Linked DNA regions of Cricetulus griseus: region 2 is linked to region 1. Evidence: chromatin contacts called from public Hi-C data. All regions are on one chromosome and are shown on one strand. The core of a region is the stretch at or near the end of the contact, and the rest is flanking DNA. Distances in the headings are between cores, read along the strand shown.

The links. A called contact is a pair of places that touch in the nucleus more often than the background predicts.
Region 2: a Hi-C map of the CHO-K1 cell line shows a contact between it and region 1, with 4 times the contacts expected there. The contact joins the enhancer-like site here to the promoter of Ncam1 in region 1. A contact is called at or near these places in 2 of 8 Hi-C or Micro-C datasets (the CHO-K1 cell line and fibroblasts).

Annotation. Positions count from the first base shown.
Region 1 is chr4:161,581,951-161,589,197 of CriGri-PICRH-1.0, reverse strand. Ncam1 (neural cell adhesion molecule 1) reads left to right here and starts at 4,439. Exons shown (of 20, transcript XM_027412111.2): 1 at 4,439-4,791. The coding sequence starts at 4,740.
Region 2 is chr4:161,938,570-161,945,816 of CriGri-PICRH-1.0, reverse strand. No RefSeq gene overlaps it. Among named protein-coding and RNA genes, the nearest start is that of Pts, 340 kb to the left of the region's middle. Within about 2 kb of position 2,991, at least 1 of the 6 cell types and tissues checked has open chromatin away from gene starts, as enhancers often do. A contact at or near this core is called in the CHO-K1 cell line, where this site is marked.

The DNA.
Region 1 (7,247 bases), core at 3,190-5,689:
TACTAGAACCTAGACCAAGTTCATTTATCAAAAACAGTCTTATGTTGAGTTAGTGTATAAGATCACAGAAACTGTGAGAAGGAATTGACAACTGATTTACTTTATTTTATAACCAGATAACACCATCATCATATCAAAACAGAAGCAAAGAGAGTTGGGGTGCAGGTCCAATGTCAAACACTTTCCTAGCATGTACAAGACCCTGGTTCCATCGCAACTCTGAAAAATAAGCATGCAAATAATAATATAGAAAACAAAATCTAGGAACACCCCTTTCAAGCTTCCATCTCCCTCAAACTTGCCTTCCTTTATTTTTCCACTTCATTCTCTGCCATCACTCACTACTGGAACCAATGCTTCCCTTCCCTGGCTCCTTCCTCCTCCTCCTCTTTTTATCCTGAGGAGAGAGATGTCTCTTTCCGTATCTCTCCATGAATCTGCCCTCTCAGAGTCCACTAAAGACCTTCTAAGTGGCCAAATCCTAGAAGGTCTTTTAAACTACCTTTTATTTTTAACTACTCTGAAAGTTTCTGCTTCCTTTAGGTTTTATAGTATGCTTCATTTTCCCTTCACTTGATCTACTCTTCCTCTCTTAGGTTGGTGACTCCTTCTGCACATACCTTAAATCAAGGAACCCCCACTGATGTAATATCTCCTGTGTCCCGCACATCACCACTGGAAGATGCTTTCTATGTCTTAGACCCAACATTTCCAGAGCTGGAATCTTTGCTCCTGTGCTTGCTATCTCATCTGAATCTTCCTTCCATTCCCATTTCCTGTCCCTGTCGACAGCAGCTGTTCAACTACCGAAATAGGAAGCTTTGATCTCACACCTTTCTCTCAATTCTTTAGATGTATCCACATCAGTCCCCTGTCCAAAAGAACAACCCGTCTGAATTGAGGAACTGCCCCCCCATGACTCTTCCCTCTTCCTATTATTCCCTTTTCATACTTACCATTGCTTATATATTAGATGTCTACTGATTTATCATCTGTATGCTCCATAGAATGCAAGCCCACTATTGCAAACCCGTGTCTAATGCAAGCAGCGCCAGACATTTACCTGATACCCAATAGATACCTGTGGAATGAATGAAAGGAACCTGTTTCTTTTTCTACCTTAGATCTAGTCTTGGGAACATTTTAAATTCTGCTGTTTTCTTCTTGGAAGTCTCTTTGTTTCCTTTCCCACTACATTGTCTGAAACTAGGACCTACCATACCATTCTAACACTGATCTGGCTCTCTGGATGGCCTCTTGCTGTGGCTGTCTTCTAGGCTACACAAATAAATCTCCCATCCTACACACAGTCTGGGTGTTTCCTTCCTCTACATGGACCCTAAGGACACTGAGAGCTGCTTACTGATGTGTGCCTAACAGCCTAGCCATTCTCTCCCCACCTCTCTCTCTGCCTCTCTCTCTCTCTCTCTCTCTGTCTCTCTCTCTCTGTCTGTCTGTCTGTCTCTCTGTGTGTCTGTCTGTCTGTCTCTCTCTCTCTCTCTCTCTCTCTCTCTCTCTCTCTCTCTCTCTCTCCCCAGAGGTATACAGACAGCCGTGACTTTATCAAATTTAAGAAAAATGGTCATGAGCAGCGCATGGAAAAAGAACACAGAAGAAGAGAACTGTAGAAATGGGGACCAGTGACCCATCCTGTTAAAGAAACATTGGAGAGATCCTAGGATTGTGGACTGGAGTAGCTGGGACAGAATTCTAGAATGAGTCATGACAATAGAGAACAGCTACATAGCAATGGGAGGGGCTGGAGAGAGACAGAAAGGGAAAAAAATGTCTATTCATTCTGAAGTGAGATAGGATTTCCACACTTGTCTACATCTAAAGGCTAAAAATAGGGACATTTGGGAAGAAAAGTAGCGAGGAATCTTTTAATTCTACTGACATGGGCTATAAGAAGTAAAGTTTGCAGGGATGGGTGTGTCTCTCACTCTGGGTGGTAAAATTAGAAAAAATTTATTTTGGGTGCACCAACCTTGACTCCTCTCCACCATCAGCCTACTCACTTTATTCTTCTGTGCACTGAAAACTTCATTAGAAAAAAAGTCTGATATTGTCACCCACATAAAGTTATAGGGTATAATGTGGTCATTGTACACCCCAGCAAAAGACAATTCGAAACCAAAGACAGCAAGCAGAAGAGTCTATAAATGTGCATAACATCAGTCAGATTTCTGTCTCAGTGATACACATCTGGCACAAACAGCCTAGGGGGAGGAAAGGTGCATATTAGCTCATGGCTTCAGAGATCTCGGGCTCTGGCAGCTTCATCTTGCTGCCATTGGGCCTAGTGCTAAGAAACATATCATAGTAAGGAATCTGAGGAAGAAAAACCTGAGTCAGCAGAAAGTACCAGAGAGAGGAGAGGGACAACGTTCTCAATATCCCCCTGAAGGTACAACCTCAAGTGAGCTAGCCTTTTTCTCATCCCCACCACAGAATGGCCTCTCATGCCCTAGTTGAGCCACCATGGGGGCCAAGACTTGATTTTCTCGGCCTTGGAGGAACATTCCAGATCATACTGTAGTAGATGTATATCCATGACGTCAAACACAGGGCTAAGTACAATGGCTACCCAACAAATACTTGAATTGGTGCTCATAAAAGTATTATTTATATTATCAGACTCAGAAAGAAATTTAAATATCTAGGGTTGGGAGAAATGCCATGGAGACATCCACTGAAGAAATATTATAGAGCTATTTAGAGAACTTTTCTCATGGCTGCAGGGAAATGCTTATATGACATTAGGAAATACCAGCAGGCTTCAGATTGCTAGTAAAATGTGCTAATTATAAAAATTGAATGCAGATTTAGGGAGATAGTTCAGTCTCTAAATTGCTTGTCTTGTAAGCTGGAGTGCCTGAGCTTCATCTCCAGAAGCCAGTTTTGTTGTTTGTTTGCTTAAGTTAGGTGTGGCAGTATGCTTGTAATCTCAGATCTTGGGAGGCAGAGGTAGGTAGATCCAAAGAGGTCACTACCCAGCAAGCCTAGGCTACTAGATGAGAGCTCCAGGATGGTGAGAGATACTTCTCAGAAAAAGAAAGGTGGACAGTGATAACACCCAAAGTTATCTTCTGACATCTACACACATATACCTACTAACACATATGCTTCACACACATGTACATCTACACACACACACACACACACACACACACACACACACATTATTAGAAGACTTAGAAACATTGAGGATAGCTATAAAATCTGTGGGGGCATTGAGATATTCTTTAAACCTTTATACTTTTCTGTATTTTTGAATTATTTATGATCAGTATAAAGTAAATATTACAAAAGTGAATATAAAAGGTTTCTAGGGTGAAAAATAGGACTTCCCATGGGTCTTTGGAAACCCCAGCATGTCGTTTAGTTTACTGGGTTCATTATAGAGGAGGAGCAGACAGCTGGAGGGTGACTGGTCAGCCAGCAGAAGGTGGTTTTTCTGACTGCTATAGCACCAAAGAGCCCGCCCTTTAAAGCATATGGCAGGGCTTGAGTGTATGGGTGAATTAGGTCTTTTCCTCTGTTGGAGGCATTTGCTGTGCAAGGCTAACTTAAATCAAGACACTTCCAGAACACTCTCTGTATTTCTTGTGCAACTCTAGTTCTGTTCAGGTGCCAATGTGTAAGGATTTCACTCTCCCTGCGCCCCCCCCCCAACAAACAAGGCTGTATGACTAATGGAAGTCTTTGCGTTGGTATATCAGCCATACTTCATTTTCATAGCTTTAAGAATGGGGTTGTGCCCTGTTGAAGGAGAACACTTACTGTTGCTCCTATGCCTTAATACCTCCAGAAGAGTCAGAGAGAAAGAGGGAGAGAGGGGGCGGGATTCCAATACTTGTAAACAGTTTCTGGTTATTTTTGGATATTATTTCTGAATGTCTCTGCGTTTTCTTCTGACTGGCTTCCCCGCTCCCACTTTTAAGATCTGAGATATGCTACTGTGAGTTGCTCCCTCTGTGGGAAGGTAAACTTCATAGCCAAGAGAAAACAAACAGCAAAACAATCCCCTGCACACTCATCTCTCTCCAAATTTCCAATTTCCTTCACACACAAAAAAATGAAGCCATATGCTTCCTATTGCAAGGACTTTTAGTAACTAAACGAAGGGATTACACAACTTTGAAAATCTAACGCAATCAAAAATTCTTTTCTTTTCTTTTTTCTCTTAGTAATTATTAAAATGTTCAAATTTCTGATTAAGGAACGCTGGAGGGCAGAAGGATATGCGCAGGCATGAATGAAGGAAAAGGGTGAAAAGAAATCCCAGCTCATCCTGGAAGGCTGCGCGTGAAAGAGCCCGGCTCCCTCGCTGACTCCAGGCCGTGTTTTGCAGGCGGCTGCATCTGCCTCCCCTGTCTCTTACCTCCTGGATGTGAGGAACTATTTGTGGTCGGCGTGGTGGAAGGACACAGTGAGGTTCTCACCTCCGCCCCCCGCCCGTCGCTCGCATCCCCAGTTCCATCAAAGCCAACCCGGACCAGCGCAGGGATCTCCGAGTTGCGAGGGTGCTGAGGCTGGGACTGTCACTCATTCTCCGCTCAGCGCGTGAACGCAGCTCGGCAGTGGCTGGCAGGAAACAATTCTGCAAAAATAATCATACCCAGCCTGGCAATTGTCTGCTCCTCGGTCCGTTGCTCCGCCGCCGTCCACAGTCGCTAGCAAGGGGAAGGCACAGAATTTACCGCGGCCAGAACATCCCTCCCAGCCGGCAGTTTACAATGCTGCGAACTACGGATCTCATCTGGACTTTGTTTTTCCTGGGAACCGCAGGTACGTTTTTATTTTTTTTAAATTCTACATAGGGCTTGCTAATTGTCTGCTTACCCCTGTCCTTCCTCCTTCTCCCCGAGGAGCACGGTTCTTTTGGGGGGATTTGTGTGTAAGACCTAGCATTTCCACTGAGCTGAGAAGGGAGCGCGTCTCATCGTCCTTGCTGTCCAGCCAAACCCGTGCCCTCCGGGACGGCTGCCTCCCGCTCGGTGGCGGCCGCGCACGCCCTTCCCACTTGTGTGCCCGCGGAGGTGGGACAGGGGTATGGGACCGGGATGCTGCGGTGATGGGGAGCGCTGCTTTGCCTTCCCCGAAGGCGGGCGGTGGGGATGCGCGGCTCGGGTGGTGTCGCCCCCGGGTTCGTCTTCCACCAAGAGGGGCTTGTCAAGCTTCGGGAAGAGTGAACAATAAGGCTGGGGCAGCTTCCCCCCATCGTTATGTCCCGGGGTGTGATACAGTGGGGCACGCCGCCGCCTTCGTGCACTCCCCCTTCTTCCCCGCCCCGAATAACGGTTTGCAAAATGGGGCAACCCTCAGCAGCACCGCAGGGCCGTGTGGTCGTTCCTGCACCCCCGTGCAAATGACGTTAGTTTTTCATTTGCCAAATTGCTGGGTAGTTGCAAAGCCTGCCCTCGGCCGGGAGCACGGAGGGATGGGAGGGTCCAGCGCCGCGTTTTGACAGGAGGAAGTGCAGAGGGGCGGAGGGCGAGGAGGGCGTGATCCGGGCTGCCTAGAGTGTGTGTGTGCGCGCGCGAGCGCGCGTGTGCGCGCGTGTGCCTTTACACGCACCGCGAGCCCAGGGTTGCACGGTGCCAGCGAAGAATGGCAGGTAGCCAACTGCCCGAGACACCTCGCCCCAGTCTCCTTTCTCTGGGCATGTTCCTGATCCTGGCAAAGTGTGAACAATGGGGCGCTCGGGAGAAAGACTATAGCAATGCTGTCGCGGGTGGCGGGGGCTGTGCCGCCGCCCAGAGATCCTCAGCATCCCGGAGGTGGCGAGGGGCGAATTGCATTTTGGCTATTTCCATCTCGGCTTCCCTGGAAAATTCTTCAGTGTGCCCACCCTCTCCTCTCCAGCTGCTATCCCCACACCACCCAAGGATTTGCGCCTTGGCGTCCCCATGGACTGGGAGGGGGAAAGAAACGGGCTCTGGGGCCGCGCAGAGAGCTGGGTGGGATGGGCGGACAGCTGGGGCGGGGGGCGTGTGCTGCCAAGCACCGGCAGAAAGCAGGCTAGGCATAGGGGACCGACTGCGCGTGGCTGTCATTTCTGCCAAATGTGGCTGTACCTGTCCTGGCTCGCTGAGCCCTGAGTGGGGAGTGCACAGGGCGGCCCCGGGAGCACCCAGCGCCCCCTCCCTCCGTGGGCAACTGGAGAGCAGAGCTGGGCCACCGCCTCCAGCCAACTCCGGTCCGCGACCAATCAGAGCGAGGCTGGCTGGGCGGGAAGCCGCGAGAGGCTTTTATTGCGGCGCGGGTGGCGCCCGAGCTGCCAAGACAGTCTCCGGGTGTTCTAGCTTAACGGTCTCGCTCGCCTCCCGCTGGGAGAGACCCCGCCCTGATACTGTCCCTAGCTGTCCGGCAATTTCTGAGGGCATAGAATGGGGAAGAGATGGGACATTTCTTGATCCAGCCAGCTCATGCTCGCTCATTCGTGCCTCTTTCACGCTGGCTTGTAGCATCTCAGCTCCCCCACCATGGAGCACAGTTGCGCCACGAGCGCTTTGCCTGTGAGCGCAGAGGACAGTAGCCACCAAGCTGTGGCTGTGAGTGCAGACGCGCGTGCGCTGACCCTCTAGCCAAGGACTAGACGATGGTCTGGAGGGGCGTGGCGAGGCGTGGTAGGGCGTGTCCCGACAGGGCGTGCCGACTGGGTCCTTGCTGCCATCAGGCCCAGGACTGGCAGGGGCGTTCCCTTCTCTGTGGTGCTATGGGTGACCCCTCTTAGGGTGTGTTTATTGAGACTTTCCTTCTGGATAGGAGCGTGACAATGGAGACCTGATCCTCCGTGATGTGTCTTTTTAGGATCTCCTGGTGGTCTTCTCCATGATGGAGATGGGTGTAACCCTCAGTGTTTGGATCCCGCGTGGAAGCTGAGGGAGGGAATCCTACACTGGCATGTTCCCGGATGCTCAGGCAAGGCTGGCATCCTGACCAGTGTTCCCTGGAACGAAAGCATCCTTATTCTGCCCCTAAGACCAGAGGGTGAGGATAAGAAAGAAGCACATACTAGACTGTTTAACAAAAGAAAGAAGTGGTTTTACAAAGAGAATTTTCAATTAAAGTGTTGCTTTTACCAGCCTAAAAAAATAAACAGAATTCAAATCAAAGGGCTAGGAAGAACATAAAAGAGGGATCTACCTCCTTTTGACTGTAAATGTTGTAGAGTATCCACAGACAATGGTATAATTCAACTCCCGTTATTGGTGCATGTGAAAATTTAGCTATAAGGAGCA
Region 2 (7,247 bases), core at 1,742-4,241, 360 kb before region 1:
GCCTTATCAGGACTCAGACTTCAGAGTTCAGAACTGGGAGGCAACAAGCTAGCAATTCTGTTTTCTTTCTGGAAGCTGAGGGTCCTGGAATATGAGAGTTCCCTGTGCAAGCCTGAGGGTCAATGAATGGGCAAGGAGAAACAGGCCAGACTGGGTAGGATTTACTCCAGCCTGCTGGGCAGAAACAACAATGGGATTTGGTGACTGACAGCTGTGCATTAGCTCTAGACTCTTGGGGAAATGCAGTCTACCATGGATCTGTAACATATATCCTCTCTCCCTGGGTAAGAAGAAACACTTGTGTCTCCTATCTATTAATCACATCTTCCATTAATCAGGGTAACTCACCATAATTGTGATTACAGTTGGGAATCAATTAATGTTCACCTAAAAATAAAGTGTAGAGAGGAAAGCAATTAATGTAATAGAGCTAGAGCATCAGATGACACACATGTTATTGACAATTATGGATCACATCTTGCAGTGTGATGTCCACCACTCTTTCATGGAGAGGTTGACAGTGAAAAGGGGGAAATAGGATCAGGGAAGAGCTAAGATCTGCTCCTCTCATCACCAGCCACTGAGAAGGGAAGCAGCCTGCCTGGGGCTTCCAGGCTGTCTCATCTCCACCTCTGGGCCCCTGCTGCAGCCAACCAACCTCCAAGGACCAACAGAAACAGGCTGAAGAAGGACCATGGCTCTCCTGTTCTTTAAGGGGACTGGTTTATCACCGACAAAGCTAGTTTATTGTTTTTTTTTTTTTTTTCTTCTAGAAGCCATCTGTGGTCTTTCAGACTTGGATCTGATTGGCTGTTTGATAGGTGTCATGTAGAAGACCTTTGTGATATTAAATAGATTTCATCTAAACATAAAGAAGCATTTAAAAGTCATTCTGAACACGCATGCGTATGTACGTGTGCAATATGCATATTGTACCCATGTACAGTGGGTGTGAGTTGTATGTATGTGGTATCTACACATGAGTTTGTGAGTTTCTTCAGCTGTGGTTTGCCTCATGAGACAGTGTCTCTCCCAGAACCAGAAACCTGCCATTTTGACGAGAATGACTGGTCAGTAAACTCACGGGATTTACCTGTTTCTTCCTGATGACTCCAATGCTAAGTTACAGGCACATTTGCCTGCCTGCCTTTTTCACACGGCTCCCAGGGATTTGAACTCAGATCCTTATGCTTACAAAATAAACACTGCTGCCCACCGAGGTATATTCCCAGCCCCATCTTTTTTTGTAAAGATAGTTTTACAGTATATCTCAGACTGGTCTTGAATTCAGAATCTTTACCTCAGCTTCTTGAGTACTTAGATTCTAGGTGTCTGCTACCAACATACACATCCATAATGCATATTTCAAGGTAGCATTTCTGTTTATACTTTCACCTACTCTTTAAAAAGAAGAGATAAAAGCTATTGCAGACTTTCCCCCTCCTTTTAGCTATGGAAAGCCAGTGGAAGTGAATAAATGACTTGCTAAGGTCACATGGTGACTTAAAGACAGGAAGAAATTCAGTATACCGTCTTTCCACTAGGTCTACCCCAGAAAATTGTGATAACACAATTCACCCCATGGCTTTTCTAGACCATAATGAAGTGAAATGGTCTCATTTTCTATATGAGGTGATCCTCAGGAGGTGCCCCAAGTGGCAGTCAACGGCCCTGGGTTCAGTCCCTCAGACCTGGAGCTTTTGCCAAAACGTGAACAAAACTTTAGCGTGTACAACTTCATCTGGAAGTGCTCAGAGCAGTAATTAAACTGACGCCCCCTCCCCCCATTTTCCAGATGAGAGAACTGTGGCCTGGGGTGAGGGGTGGGGGTTGGGGCGATCAGCTCCAGACCCAGCTTTAGATAGAAATTTCACAGTGTCACTGGGCAGGGAGCTATGGCAAGGCTGACATCTGGAAATAAATGAAGATACAGCGACTGAAATGGAAATCTTTGTGACTTCATTAGAATGTTTTGAGTAGGTGCTGTCTGTGTGGTTTAGATTTAAATATGTGGGGCCTGCTGAGTGTTTTATCCATCTCAATGAATAAAGTGGGCACATTTGTCCACTCCTAGTGTTGTTTACTTGCTTTCTTTCTCAAGATCCCTGGAAAGTCCAGACCTGCAATTCTTTGATATGCTCTTTATCTGACTGTCAATGTATCTGCCTTCAGAACAGCCACTCCTGACCCTGACTTCTGCCACAGCTTAAGTTCTGGGGTTCTGCACGCCGTTTTTACCTCTCCCCCCAAAGGGTTTTTGTATCTAGTGTCTGAAGGCTGAGACCGGGGGCTTCTTGGATAGAATGACAGTTCATTTGAAAATGGACTACTCTGATTTCCTCCTCCCACCTAAGGGGTTCTTCCAGTCACTTCGGTCATGCCTAAGTCCCAAATGACAACCTGCAGTAGCATCAGAGGGAAACTGGAACAGATAGGCAGAACTGTTATCCACAATAAATGGTGATTTGGGTTCAGTTGTCCCAATGATGACCCTCAGGCACTGATGTTTCTTTTTTCTGCTTTTCTATTCCTTTCTTTTTTCTATTTAGTCGATGTCAAGGCAGAGGCATTGCACGGAGGAATATCCAAGGGTGACTGATCCTTAATCCTACCCGTGGGCTACCCTAAGATATGTGGGCCTAATTAAGTAGGGCTTCTCTTAAGATCAGTGCACATTTCTTGTTTATTAGGAGTTAGAGCAGCAAAGGCCTCCAAATCCACTAGATGGCAGTAGTCAGTTAATCATGTAGGAAGGTGTTGCCTAGAGAAGCAATTCCCAGCAGAGTGGCCACGCTCCAGGATTTATAATCAAGTCCAGAATGTCTAAATATAAAGATACTCTCTCCCCTCCTGCATTCCCCAAAGATTACTTTCACTCTTTCTAATTATTATTTAAAAATAACAGCTACTCTGGGCTAGACTACGCAAGACTATGGCAGAAAAGAAACAGTGGCAACCAACCCGAAGCAGTGGCTGGAGAATTCGGGAGTCAGCACAGGCTGAACTCATTCAGAGGCCACCCCCTCCTACAAGCAGAAGGCTTCTTCTAAGCCTTTTGGAGCCACCACTCTGCAGGCTTCCAAACCTTCTAATCATCCAGACCATGAGGCCCAAACCACAATTTACCACACAACTGCACTGAGCTCTGAACCAAACCCTAATATTAATTTATGGAGCCACAAAGCCATTCAAAGTTGTGTTCTCTTTTCCTTACAGAAAGAAAAAAGATAGAGGGGTGGATGAAGGACAAGAGGCAGGGAAGGAGGGAGGGAGGGAGGGAGGGAAGGAGGAGGGAGGGGGAGGGAGGGAGGAGGAGGGAGGGAGGGAGGGAGGAGGGAGGGAGGGAGGGAGGGAGGGAGTGAACTCATACTGGAGAGTGACTTGAACTGAAATCAAATCTATGTACTTCTTAGCCCTATGGAGCAAGGGCTCCAGGATGTTTTCTGAATCTTACTTGAACGAAATGTATATTTCACAGCCTAATACCCTGGTTTGGGCTATGGTTCTTTGAAACAACCTTGATTTCCAGTAAAGCTGCTTTCAATACCATCCTGTTCTCCAATATTGAAGTCTCACAGTAGGGTTGTGTGGAATTGTGCTCCCAGAGTTAGCCTTTTACACAGAGATACCCCAACTCTTGCATAAACTCCTTATTAGGCTATTTTCTTGTTGGGCTTGGTCATTTCTCTAGCAGCCAGAGAGTCTGGTGGTTGGATCTGAGATTTATGTAGGACACTTGGCTAAAATATAAACAGTGATTTAGAGAAGAGGAATCTGCTTCATGTCAACTGTAATACTAGGCCGGGGGCCTCTGGAAAACTGAATTGGATGCTTAGCCACTGAACATTCTTACTAAGGATTCTGGCCCAGGCTAGACAGTGCAGGCCTAGCTGGAGAACACAGTCTCCTGGTCAGGTTCATACTGTGTCTAGGGACCCACCTTTACCTGGGTTAGAAGGGAGGGAGCCCAGCCAGATCCATAAGCATTTGTTGCCAACAATGCTTGGCTTTCTGTGAACCAATCACATTTTTTTGTATCCATTTCATTTAATCTATTAATTGAACAATGCTTTGAGGACCTTGAATGGAGGAACCAGGTTTGGTAAGGTTTGGAATTTGTACAACTCTGGGGGAAGAGGAGCTATAAGAAAATGAAGTCAAGGTTCCAAGTATAATATTAGACAACAAAGAAAATATTGATTTAGAATGGATGCAGGATGAATCACACGCTTACAAAATGGCTCCAGCTGGGGAAGCTCAGATCTTTTTTCTGAGTAGAGGGCTAGGGAGGCTTAAACTCCTCTGGCTTCCAGGCAAATTGTTCTCCAGAGTGCCCTAGTGATTGAGAGGGACCTTCCATCACTTGTCCAGGGCCAGATTTAATATGGTGTCCAACTCAGTTGTGAAATCAAAATGTATGACTCTCATGGTGGTATATATACGAGCAATCCCAGCACCCAGCACAGAGGCAGAGGGGGAGGGTTGTGAATTCCAGGGCAGTCTGAGCTCCAGAAAAAGCCTATGTGCCAACAATAAAGGGCTCCAAACTTTTATCAACTCTTAATTTGGTGTGTTTCCATTACTACCATCTCCCTCTGTCACCAGACTGCTATGCACCTCTGGGATTACACATTGAAACCCACAGTGCAGAGTTAAAAACCCCACAAGCCCCTTCCCTAATCCTGAGACCAAGGAGAATCTTTAAGTCAAGGCAAAGGTGGAGGGGCTAAATCCTGAGAGATAAACCACCTAATTTACTACGACTCTGTTTGATAGGATGCAATGCAAACTCCATTCTTATTTATTTTTATTTTTTATTTGTTTGTTTGCTTGTTTATTTTTGAGTCACACTCTATGGCCTAACCTGACTCTGAAATTGAAGCAATTCTAGGTTTGGGGATTATAGGTTTGTACCACCTTGCCCAGCTACAAGCTTCACATTTGCTTGTTGACCTCTGAACCCTTGAGGGCTTCCATCTTCATTAAGGAGATAGCTTCCCAGGGTAAGACTCCTGGAGATTCTTCCAGGATGGCAGGTATTTCTAAGACAGTGGGCTATCTGGGTCAGTCCTGTACTGATCCCAGGGCCTCCAAATGTCCAGATTCAGTTTTGCATCAAGGTTTTCCTGTGGAGGCCTTTCTCCTTCCACCTCTGGGTGCCCTTTTTCTGAACACTGTCTTTTGCTCCCTCCTCCCTCTCCCAATAAAACCTTCCTCTTTGAGCAAGGCTCTATTGTTAGTCATTTGTATCTTGGGGTGAATTTAAACCATTTGGTTTCTCCCTGCAGGGTGAGCAGAAATTCCCCATTAAAGGAACAAAGCTCTAACCTTTAAAGGAATAGGAAGTTGGGAGTTGAAGAGAGAGTGCCCTGGGTTCCAGGGAGTAGAGGGACTGCCTACATTTTGGAAATGATACCACAGAGGCAGCTGTTCAAATGTTTATAGGCAAAGGAAAGTAGAATTTTAAAAAATGAACTGTTGCCTGGCTTTGGTCATGCACAAAGGGCTCTGGTAGATGCTTTCAGAAATGGTATTTGTTCATAGGAATTCTGCAAGGTGGGCATAGAACTTTTAACAGATAAAGTAGCCAAAGTCGCCGACAGGTCCAGGGAGACACAAAGGCGGGGAAGACAACCTTGGGATAACTGCCTAGCTTGTGCCTGGCACATGGCTGTGCCTTCTCACGAGGAACTGGTATATTCTACAGGTCTGCTGAGCACACAGCCATTAGGCACTCTTTATGGGGGACAAGGGGGAAGCCTGGCTGATACTCAGAGTAGTGATGAGACTTACCTACAGTCCCTGTCATGGGCAGTGGCAGGTAGTTTGTAAGTTCTTCTGGGGTTTGCTTCATAGAGCAAATCGAAGTACTTGGAGCTCTGTTCACCACATCTGTTTAAAACACACAGCAGGGACAAGGAGAGAGGGGCGGGTAGGCTAGCTCACTTAGGAAGAGTAGGAGCAGGTGGAGGGACCACACTGCTTGAATCCCAGGGTTCACAAACTCATCCATCTCCCTCCTATCTGCTGCATCCTCTCTCCCTGCTGATGCAAGGTCTAAGGCAGAGAAGGGGCCCTGGCCAAAGCACATGGTTGACCTCTGACAGGAAGAGTATCATTGCCAGAAAATGTATGATTAGACAGTTGTTGCTTGCCAGTTTCCTTTCCTGACATCCAGGGATGTTATGTCAATTTCTTGCATAGAGCATATCAGGCCAAAATGAAGCCATATGGATGTCCACAATGAGTAGCTGATTTGGGGGTGACAAAGATTTCATTCCAGCAGTAATATGACCATGATTTTTCTTCTCCAGAACATTTGTTTCAACTTACATTCTACTTGTTCCATATTTCATTAGCATGCCTTGCAGATCACCACTTTATTATTTATAACTAGCATTCCTGGTGGGGTCTTCCTACAACTCACAAACCACTTCCTTATTCATCATCTACACTTGATATATCTTGTATGTTTTACTCGTGACTTCCTTTTGGTCTTTGCCAGTTTAGTTATATACTGCTGTGTAGCAACATGGCCGAAAACTTCACAGCTCAAAATAACAATTCACTTGTTTTTTGATACATACATAATATTCTAAAATTATCCTTTGAGAATTTCACACATGCCCCAAATGTATTTTAATCATATTTTCCCCTACTTCCCCTTTCAATTACCTGATAATCTCCCCCAAACCCTCCTAAACTTCATGTTTTTTTTTTTTTTTTTTTTTTTTTTTTTTTTTTTTTGTGTGTGTTGTGTGTGTGTGTGTGTGTGTGTGTGTGTGTGTGTGTGTGTGTTTTGAGACATGAGTCACTGTGGCTTTTGAAGCTGTCCTGGAACTAGCTTTTGTAGACCAGGCTGTCTCAAACTCACAGAGATCTGCCTGCTTCTGCCTCTCGAGTGCTGGGATTAAAGGTGTGTGCCACCATCGCCCAGCAACTTCATGTTTTTTGTCTTTTTTAAAAATATATATTTCACTGAGCCCAAATAGTTCATAGGCATAGAGGCATCAATGGGAGCATTGTCAACATACCAGGGATCTTAAAGAAACCTATCTTTAAAGAAAAATGTCTCTCCCTTTCCTAGAAGCCATTAATTGTCAATAGCTCCTCAGTTGGAGGTGGGACTTGTGAACTCCTCTCCCATCCATGCTGGAAAGTTGACCGGCTTGATCTTGCACAGGTCCTGTGTAGATAATTATAGCTGCTGATAACTCACGTTTTAATCTCTCACAGTTTCTGTGAGC